Regions from separate parts of the Sus scrofa genome. Here region 1 is linked to region 2. The links are chromatin contacts, called in public HiChIP or PLAC-seq maps. All regions are on one chromosome and are shown on one strand. The core of a region is the stretch at or near the end of the contact, and the rest is flanking DNA. Distances in the headings are between cores, read along the strand shown.

What was found. HiChIP or PLAC-seq counts read pairs in DNA pulled down with a chosen protein or histone mark.
Region 1: a contact with region 2 is called in an H3K27ac HiChIP or PLAC-seq map of skeletal muscle, with 6 times the contacts expected there. The contact joins the promoter of FXN here to the promoter of PGM5 in region 2. A contact is called at or near these places in 2 of 5 promoter capture datasets (fetal liver and fetal skeletal muscle) and 1 of 2 datasets of contacts at active chromatin or transcription factors (skeletal muscle).

Annotation. Positions count from the first base shown.
Region 1 is chr1:222,409,484-222,413,949 of Sscrofa11.1, forward strand. It overlaps FXN (frataxin, mitochondrial), which reads left to right and starts at 3,002. Exons shown (of 7, transcript XM_021064638.1): 1 at 3,002-3,209. The coding sequence starts at 3,042.
Region 2 is chr1:221,633,146-221,637,242 of Sscrofa11.1, forward strand. It overlaps PGM5 (phosphoglucomutase-like protein 5), which reads left to right and starts at 1,371. Exons shown (of 11, transcript XM_003121933.6): 1 at 1,371-2,160. The coding sequence starts at 1,900.

The DNA.
Region 1 (4,466 bases), core at 1,752-4,251, 780 kb after region 2:
ATTCCCTTGCAGCTTGGTAAGGTCACATGATTAATTTCTAGCCTGTCAGATGCAAGTAAAAGTATTAGGTGGAAATTCCAGAATGTGTCCTTTAATGGGAGAGGATGCCTTTCTCCCCACCCTGCTGCCTAGAATACACAAATGGTGGCTGACCGACTAGCAGCTATTTTGGACTATGGGGACCAGGGCCACACCTCAGATGGCAGAGTGGAAAGCTGGAAGGGGCCTGGATCTCTCATAACTTGGCTGAACTGCCCAAGAACCCTGGATGCCAATTTCTCAACATCTTTGGATGTGAAAGAGAAATAAACTTCTGAATTGCTTAAAACATTATTTTCCTGTTCTCTGTTATACTCAGCAAAACCTAACTGGTGCACTCATTACCTGGAGGGTAGGGAGTAGGGTACACGGAAGGGTGTGGAAAGAACATGCATTTTTTTTTTTTTCCCCTTTTAGCGCCACACTCACAGCATATGGATGTTCCCAGGCTAGAGTTCAAATCAGAGCTGCAGCTGCTGGCTCATGCCACAGCCACAGCAACATCAGATCCAAGCCGCATCTGTGTCCTGCACAACAGCTCACAGCAATGCTGGATGCTTAACCCACTGAGTGAGGCCAGGGGTTGAACCCACATCCTCACAGAGACTATGTCAAGGTTCTTAACCCTCTGAGCCACAATGGGAACCCCAAAAGCACATATCTTGCTTTGAGTGGGGAAAGGGAACTAATGGTGAGATTCACTTTGAAGGTTTAGACTTTTAGAAAGATCACCTCATGGAGTTCCCTGATGACTCAGCAGGTTAAGAATGGGGCAGTGTCACTGCGGTGGCTCTGGTTACTGCTATGATATGGGTTCAATCCCTGGCCTGGGAATTTCACATGCCACAGATGCAGACATACACATACAAAAAAAGATCACTCTGTGACACTGGCTTAATTCACATTTGTGTTCAAAATGTACCCTACTGCAGGTTCTCAAAACTCAGGGCACTTTAGATTTCCCTGGAGGTCTCATTAAAACACAGATTTCTGGGCCTTACTCCTAGAGTCTGGATAAGACCTGAGAATTTGCATTCCTAAAGGCACTGGGTCCTACAGGGTCCCTCCACAGCTGTGTATAGCCATGGGGCTTTAGCCTCTTATCTGGTAAGCCCAATTCTCTTTGACAACCTCTCAGGATCTGGAGAAGGACAAATTCTTGGAGGCTTTAATATTCTCTGCTCTGCTCCTCTGAGCCTGTTTCCTTGGCCAAAAAGGCAAGGGCAGTGGTATCAACTTTGCCAGGAGCTGGAGCAGGTGCCTGGGCCCTTTCCATGCCAGAACATGCTAAGCATGCTGGTTAATCAGAGTGCAACTCTCTAAGTATATTTTGACATTCTGAGTATGTGAGGATGGGCCTGGGGCCAAGGCCAACAACCAACACACTTCCCTTTGCCGCCAATGGATTCTTCCCATGTGGCTTCAGTGGGTTCTTCTCAGACTTGGCACCACTGACATTTTGGTCTGGATGACTCTGTGTTGGGGGCGGGGGGCTTCCTATGCATAGCAGGATGTCTAACAGTATACCTGGGCTCTACCCACTTGATGCCGTTAGCACACACATGCACCCTACTCCCAACTGTGACAATCATAAATATTTCCACATACTTTATGGGGGAGAAATGACTTCTCCATGCCTGGCATATACATAACAGGTGCTCAGTATATGGCTGCTTAAAATTAATTGAATACAGGAGAACATCTCAGATCCAAAAGAATACCCTGTCAGATAGGCAGTCAAATCCCACTTCCTCTACCCTATTTTTTCAAGGCCCTGCCACTTCCTCCATGACGACGTCCTTGATTGCCCCCACCCCTACTTGTATATGCTCTCCCGTGCAACACCAACACCCAGTAGTTCATGTTCTTCTTTAACACTTGTCATTATCCTATTTATACAGATGTTTTATCTCCTCTGTTCATAAAATACTGAGATGGCTTTGGAAGAAATTTGACACTTTGTATCTCCTCTATCCACTATCTTTCCCATAAAGATGATATTCTCTAGTATGCATAGTTGACATTTTCTAAAGCATATATTCAAATATAAAAGAACTTCCATAATTTGTATTCCTTTGCAATACACAAACTAAGTAGAATTTTCTTTTATTTTTACTTACTTATTTTTGGTCTTTTTAGGGCCTCACCTGCAGCATATGGAAGTTCCCAGGCTAGGAATCAAATCAGAGCCGTAGCTGCCTATGCCACAGCCACAGCAATGCCAGATCCTATCCACGTCTTTGACCTACATCACAGCTCACTGCAACACCAGATCCTTAACCCACTGAGCAAAACCAGGGATTGAACCCACATCCACAAGGATACTGTCAGGTTTGTTTCTGCTGAGCCATAACGGAAGCTCCTAGAATTTTCTTTTAAAATGTATTAACATATTAATATTTATTGTGGGCTTAACAGGATTAAGGGCCTTTCCAAGAAAACTTTACATGGATTAACTCATTTTATCCTTACAACCACCGTATGAAGTAGAGACTTTTATACCCCATTTTACAGATGAGGCACAGAGAGGTTAATTAACTTCCTCACTGGTCACACAGGTAGGAAGTAGGCAGAGTTCAAATTTAAACCAAGCAATCCGTTTCCTGTCTGCACTCTTCTGCTATAATTTATACGGGCGGCCAAGCAGCTTCAAGACCTGAATTCCGTCCAGTTCACAGCAAAACTGCAGTTCCCAAATCCTTTCTGCATAAAATTCTGGAGCAGCAGGTCACTAAGCTGGTCTTGGAGTTGGGGACCTTAGTATTGCATTCACTATGTTGCCCAAGGGATAAGCCCTCTGCCTTGCACAAAGCAGCCTCTCTATTTTTGTTAAATGCAGAGGTGGTGCAAGGCTGGCAAGTTCTTCCTAAAGTGTAACATCTGGCCGTTTCCCAAGCCCACAGAAAAGGGGAGCTCGCGCCTGCGGCTGCGACCCGTGACCACCAGGTGGCGCCTGCCTTCCCCCGAGCAGGAGGGCGGAGCGGCTGCAGATCGCGAGGGACATGTGGACGCTCGGACGCCGAGCGGCTGCCGGCTTCCTTCCCCGCTCCGGGCCCCGAGGCTCTGCCCAGGCCCGCGCCGGGGCTCCGCGGCCGACGAAAGATCCCCAGCCTTATGGCTGCCGGGGTCTGCGCACCGGGACCGCCGCGGCCCGCGCACGCAACCAGTCGGTGAGTATCTGCGCCGGCAGCCGACAGGGCCACACGCCGGAACAAGGAGGCCGCGCACGCCGGGAACGCGCGCTCGCACCCGCTCCTTTGGGGCCGCGTTCGGGCGGGGGCGGGAGGCGGCGGCACCTTGCGGTGAGACCCCTAGTCTTGGTTTCTCAGAGAGTCTTTTGTACTGGCTTCCGCTTTCCGGGGAAAAGAGACTGTTTTTTCCTGCAATTCAGCTGCGGGAACTGCGCGGGCAAAGGCAGGGAAGGTGCACGGGGTCGGCTCTTAGGGACCAGGGGTGACTCTAAGCTTGTCACCTCTTTGCGAGAACTTAAGTAATAATTAAGTGCTAGTTACTGTAATATTCCTATATGTATATTATCTGTACTATTAGTACCCAGTACATAGGACTATTTCAATAAAATATATATCAATATAATAGTATATTATATAAATATGTATACTATCAGAGTGATTTTTTTAGGCATGGGCTTTTATGAACAAAAATGCTTTCATCGAGCGACGTGAAGATGTCAAGCTTTCAGAGCACAGTCACTGGAGCAGCGGGGCTTTTAGATTGGGCCTGGGTTCCAAATTCTAGCTCCTTCCTCGACTCCACATGGTGGGTGACCCTTCGGGGGATCCTGGGAACTCTGAGGCGTGGCTTCCTTTTCCATGAAGAGGAGATTCCCATTTTGCCAAGCAGGCATGAGGTTTAATTAACATATATAAAGTCTTCAGCAGTTCACTTTCTTCCCCCGAGGATACAAAAGAAATATCTGACCCAGTTACTCCACGACTAGAAAGGAGGAAGCCCAAAGAAAAGCTGTGGGATTAAGGCTGCCTGGGAGGATGTTTAATCCGGGTCTGATGATGTTAGGGAGCCGTGCTGGCCTTCAGGAGAAGACCTTGTGGGCAAAGGCCTGGGCAGCGGACTAGAGATCAGCTCTAAGTGGCTGGTGACCGGATGGGCTTGGTGATGGAGGTGGCAGGTGAAATCCAACACACAGTGTTGGTGGAGCTCCGGAACTTGGACTTTCCGCTTAAACCTCCCACTGGCATGTGTTATTTGGCCTTCTGTGAAGAAACACTGGGGTAGGTTGCCAACACTCAAAGTTGGGATCGTGGATCTCCCCTCTTCTCAGGAAAACTAGGCGGTTATAGCCACACAGGTCCCACACTTCCCTTCTGCAGAACACAGACTTGTTGCTGTGTTTATTCTGCTGAGACTTGCTCCTTGTGATCAAGTGTCAGTTTTGAGATTTTGTTGAT
Region 2 (4,097 bases), core at 121-2,620:
GGGGCCCTAAAAAGGAAAGAAATAAAAAAATAAAAAAACCCACACCACAGAGAAATGCACAGGTTCTGAGACATGTTAATATTCTATTTGATGCTGAGACAAGGCTTGCTCAACCATAATGTCAAGAACTTTGCAGGGGAATGGACTCTTGGGGGCCTGAAAATAGAGTAGAACTAAAACAATAACAACACGTACACACGTTAAAAACATTGCTGTTTGAGAAAAGCTAAAATGTCTCAACTGGATTCAGTTGATGATCTCACACTTTAATGATGTAAATAGAAAGGGGAAGCATCATATAAGAATGTGGACTGAATGCAAGTGCATCTTGGCCACTTCCTTCAACCTCATAGAAAGCCTCCTTTTTCTCATCCTTAAAATGGGAATGATATGAATGCCATTCCTACTTCTTTTAGCTGTTTTGATGCTCCAAAGAGAAAACAGATGCAAAGCCTTTTATCAACTGCAAAAATGCATATAAGTGTGAGCTATTAGTCAGTCATTTTATGACTATCACTTCATAACCCTGCAGCAAGTCAACATTAGTCTCAGAAAGTGCACACTGTTTGGAGGGGAAGCAGCAGGAGATTTTAGTGACTTTAGTTGGTGCAAAAATGCTTTGGGAGTCAAAGGAGACAGAAGCAAAAATAAGAATTATTTCTTACCTTTTGGGGCTTTATCCTTTTAGCCTGTTCTCTCTTCACACCTATTTTCTATGGGGAATTTCTTGATTTGGGAATTTTGGTGGACTTTACAGAGAGATGAGAATGCATGTGAAAGGACCAAGCCCAGTTCCTGGTTCTCTGTCCTTGTTTAATTCGGGTTTGTCCATTCATTCCTGGTATAAAGGGCTTTGCCTTCCTCCAAGTGAAAGCGATGAATCCTGGTAGGAGCCAGTGTGGACAAGTTCAGTGTAGGATAGCCTGGTTCCAAGCAGGAGCTGGACTAGGGAGGGTGAGAAGGGCAAGCAGAATAAGGAAATACTTCTCTGTGCGTCTGTGTTGCTGCTGCCGTTTTAACTACCACGACAAACAAGCCAAACAAACAAACAAAAAAGTTTTCATCCGGAGACGTGTGCTGCCTTCAGAGAGTTGGGGAAAAGTGTGGATGGCTGGGTGGGTCCCGCTGGATTGAAGGGCCTGACAGTGTGTGATTCCCTGCAACAAATGGTCATGGTGGGGTGTGTGTCCACACACACAGACACACTCGCAGTGCCCAGCCTCCAATTTCAGCGCTGGCAGAAGATAACAATTCTCAGCTCGCCTTTCCAGGGTTATTTTTGGCCGGGGCTGTTCCCTGATGGCAAAAGGTTTCAGCCCCCACCCAATTCCCTCCCCTGTCCTTGTTCAAAAGAGAAACTGGTGCGTGTAAACCGCTCATTTCCAGGGAGGCTAGGAGGCCGGGCTGCGGGAGGGAAGGGAGAGGGACTGCGGGTGCGGGCGAGGACCCCCCAATCCTGCTCTAGCTCTCAACACCCCCAGTCTGTTTTCTAGCGGAGGGTGTGCCTGGGAGAGAAGCTATCGCCGAGGAAGGCTCGGGCCAGGCGCGCGAGGAGGCGCCCCTGGGGTCGGGGTAGCTGGCTCTGAGAAGGGGACACTCTGAAAGTGAGTCCAGCTCAGGGAAGAAACTGCGGCACCTCTGGCGCTTCGGACTGAGAGGAAGTTGGGCGGGAGCAAACTTTCTTGGAAGGTAGAGGCCGAACTCTGCCCGGGCAGCTAGGGGCCGCGTGCGGAGGGAGGAGCGGTCGGCGCGGCGGGAGGGCGCGGGGCGCCGCGCGGCGGCGGAGGGGGCCGCGGCGCGAGGCGGAGCCCGGGCGTGCGGCCAGGCTGGTGGGGGCCCCGGTGGCCTGCAGATTCCCTCCGGCTCCCGGAGCCGCGGCAGGACCGGCCAGGAGGCGCCATGGAAGGGAGCCCCATCCCAGTGCTGACGGTGCCCACGGCGCCCTACGAAGACCAGCGGCCGGCCGGCGGCGGGGGGCTGCGGCGGCCCACCGGACTCTTCGAGGGCCAGCGCAACTACCTGCCCAACTTCATCCAGAGCGTGCTGTCGTCCATCGACCTGCGCGACCGCCAGGGCTGCACCATGGTGGTGGGCAGCGACGGCAGGTACTTCAGCAGGACGGCCACAGAGATCGTGGTGCAGATGGCCGCGGCCAACGGGGTGAGTGACCCGGCCTCCCCTCGAGTCTGCCTTGCCCCCTTCTCGCCCTGCCGGCCCCCAGCCGACCTCCCTTCCTCAACCCCGCTCTCGGGCTCGCCGCTCCCCCAGGTCTTCTCTGCCCGCGTCCCGCCACCGCCGCTCCCCGCAGCCTCCCCAGCGCGCCCCGCACACCCGGGATAGATCGTGTCCGCCGCCCCGAAAGGCCTTAGGAGTTCCGCGACCCTCTTTGTGCCCCGCCGGGCATCCTGAACCTGCCGCAGCTCCCTGAATCTCCCTGGACTATGCGCACGTCCCACACCTGCTCGCGGTTCTTTTCGTCTTTCTCCTCGCCAGCTCTTTACAAATACTTGCTCTTACCGCTTGCCCTACCCTCCCGCTACCAACATAGTTTTTACCCCCCCTTGTAGCCTATTTGCAATCATCTTCTTCCACCCTAAATCTTGGCTCCGCTAAATTTCAACACACACACACACACACGCACACACACCCCAGTGTTGATCCCTGACATTTTTGGCAAGCGTGGACCCTGAAAGTTTTTAATATTATTGGGTCGTTAACCTCGTGGAGTTATTTCGAGATTAATTTGATTAGGGAAGGGATGGGGCGGGAATCAGCGTGAAGCTCTGCAGCCTGGGCTTTCAGGTCCCAGGAGGGGAGGCACATCTCTTAAATGGTCAGAAACGAGATTTGCAATGCCTTTCTTTAAGCAGTTCCCAACTTCTCTCCAAGATGCCCTTTGGCAGTTGATAGTATTTTGTGCCTCTTCACCTTTGCAGTTTTCATCCTCATTTCCTCTCCCTTCTCCCAAGACCTTTGCAGTCTTCTTTCGGGATATGATTCTCAGACCTTGGGTTTTTCCTCCCTCCTTTCTGCCTATCGTACAACTGGACCGACCTTTTGGTATGTCCCCCTTCCCTGGTTTCCTCCTTTCCAAAGCCAGCAACATCTCAAGAGGGACACCTAACTTCAGGGATTCCTGAAATCTCTGTGGGAAACATTGTCTAAAATAGGACTTTCAGCCTTGTTAATGTCTTCAGAACCACACACATAGAACTTTTAAGTGAAACCTCTGCAGATGTATAAATGGGTGTGAACATTTAAAAAAGTGAAACCAAACAATTATCCAGCTTTTGAATTCCCTCCCTCTATTCCAACCCTCTCCTTTTTTATTTGCTCATTTTTTGTTTAAAAAAAAAAAAAAGCTTGGAGGTTGTCTATTTTGTCACATTTACCTGCTGTAATTCCCCTTTGTCAGTGTTTCAGGGATGGGGGAAGAGGATCCCCTTTTTGCTTTTGTGGGTTTTTTTTTTTTTTTTGCTTTGTTTTGTTTTAATAACCCAAAAGCAGTGGGGAGAAAAAGAGCCCTCGGAAGAATGGGGGTGGAGTGGGAATGGAGAGGGTGAGTTGGGTGGCAGATTGTTGATATCCACCCCCAGCAGATGCTGCTGCTGGAGATATGGGACCATTTCTCTGGCTTCTCATTTGGGATTTGATGAAAGTTGGCTTGAATCAGGGGTTTGTGGAGAGGCTGACAAATGGTTTTTACTCTTGTCTGACAAAGCCCTTGCCTTGGAATGATGGAGAGTGATGAATCTTGGGGCAGCTTTCGTACTCTTTCCTGGGCCAGTTTTTCCAAGGAATGAGAGAGACATAGCCTGTCCAGTGTTTATTGTGGGTCAGGATATTTGTGAAGCTATAGTCATTGATTTGCATGAGCAAATTATTATTATTATTATGCTTTGTTATTTCTTGGCACACTTTATGCTAAGGACTCTTCAACCTCTTCAATGTGTCTTCTCTGATAAACACATTTTATCAACTTTAAGAGTGGAGTTTATTTCGGGAGATAGGTAGCATATGTTAATATAGGCTTAAAATAGAGTCAAATTTAATGTAGCAGTTGTCATGAAGGACAGACTGATACATTAAAGTCCACA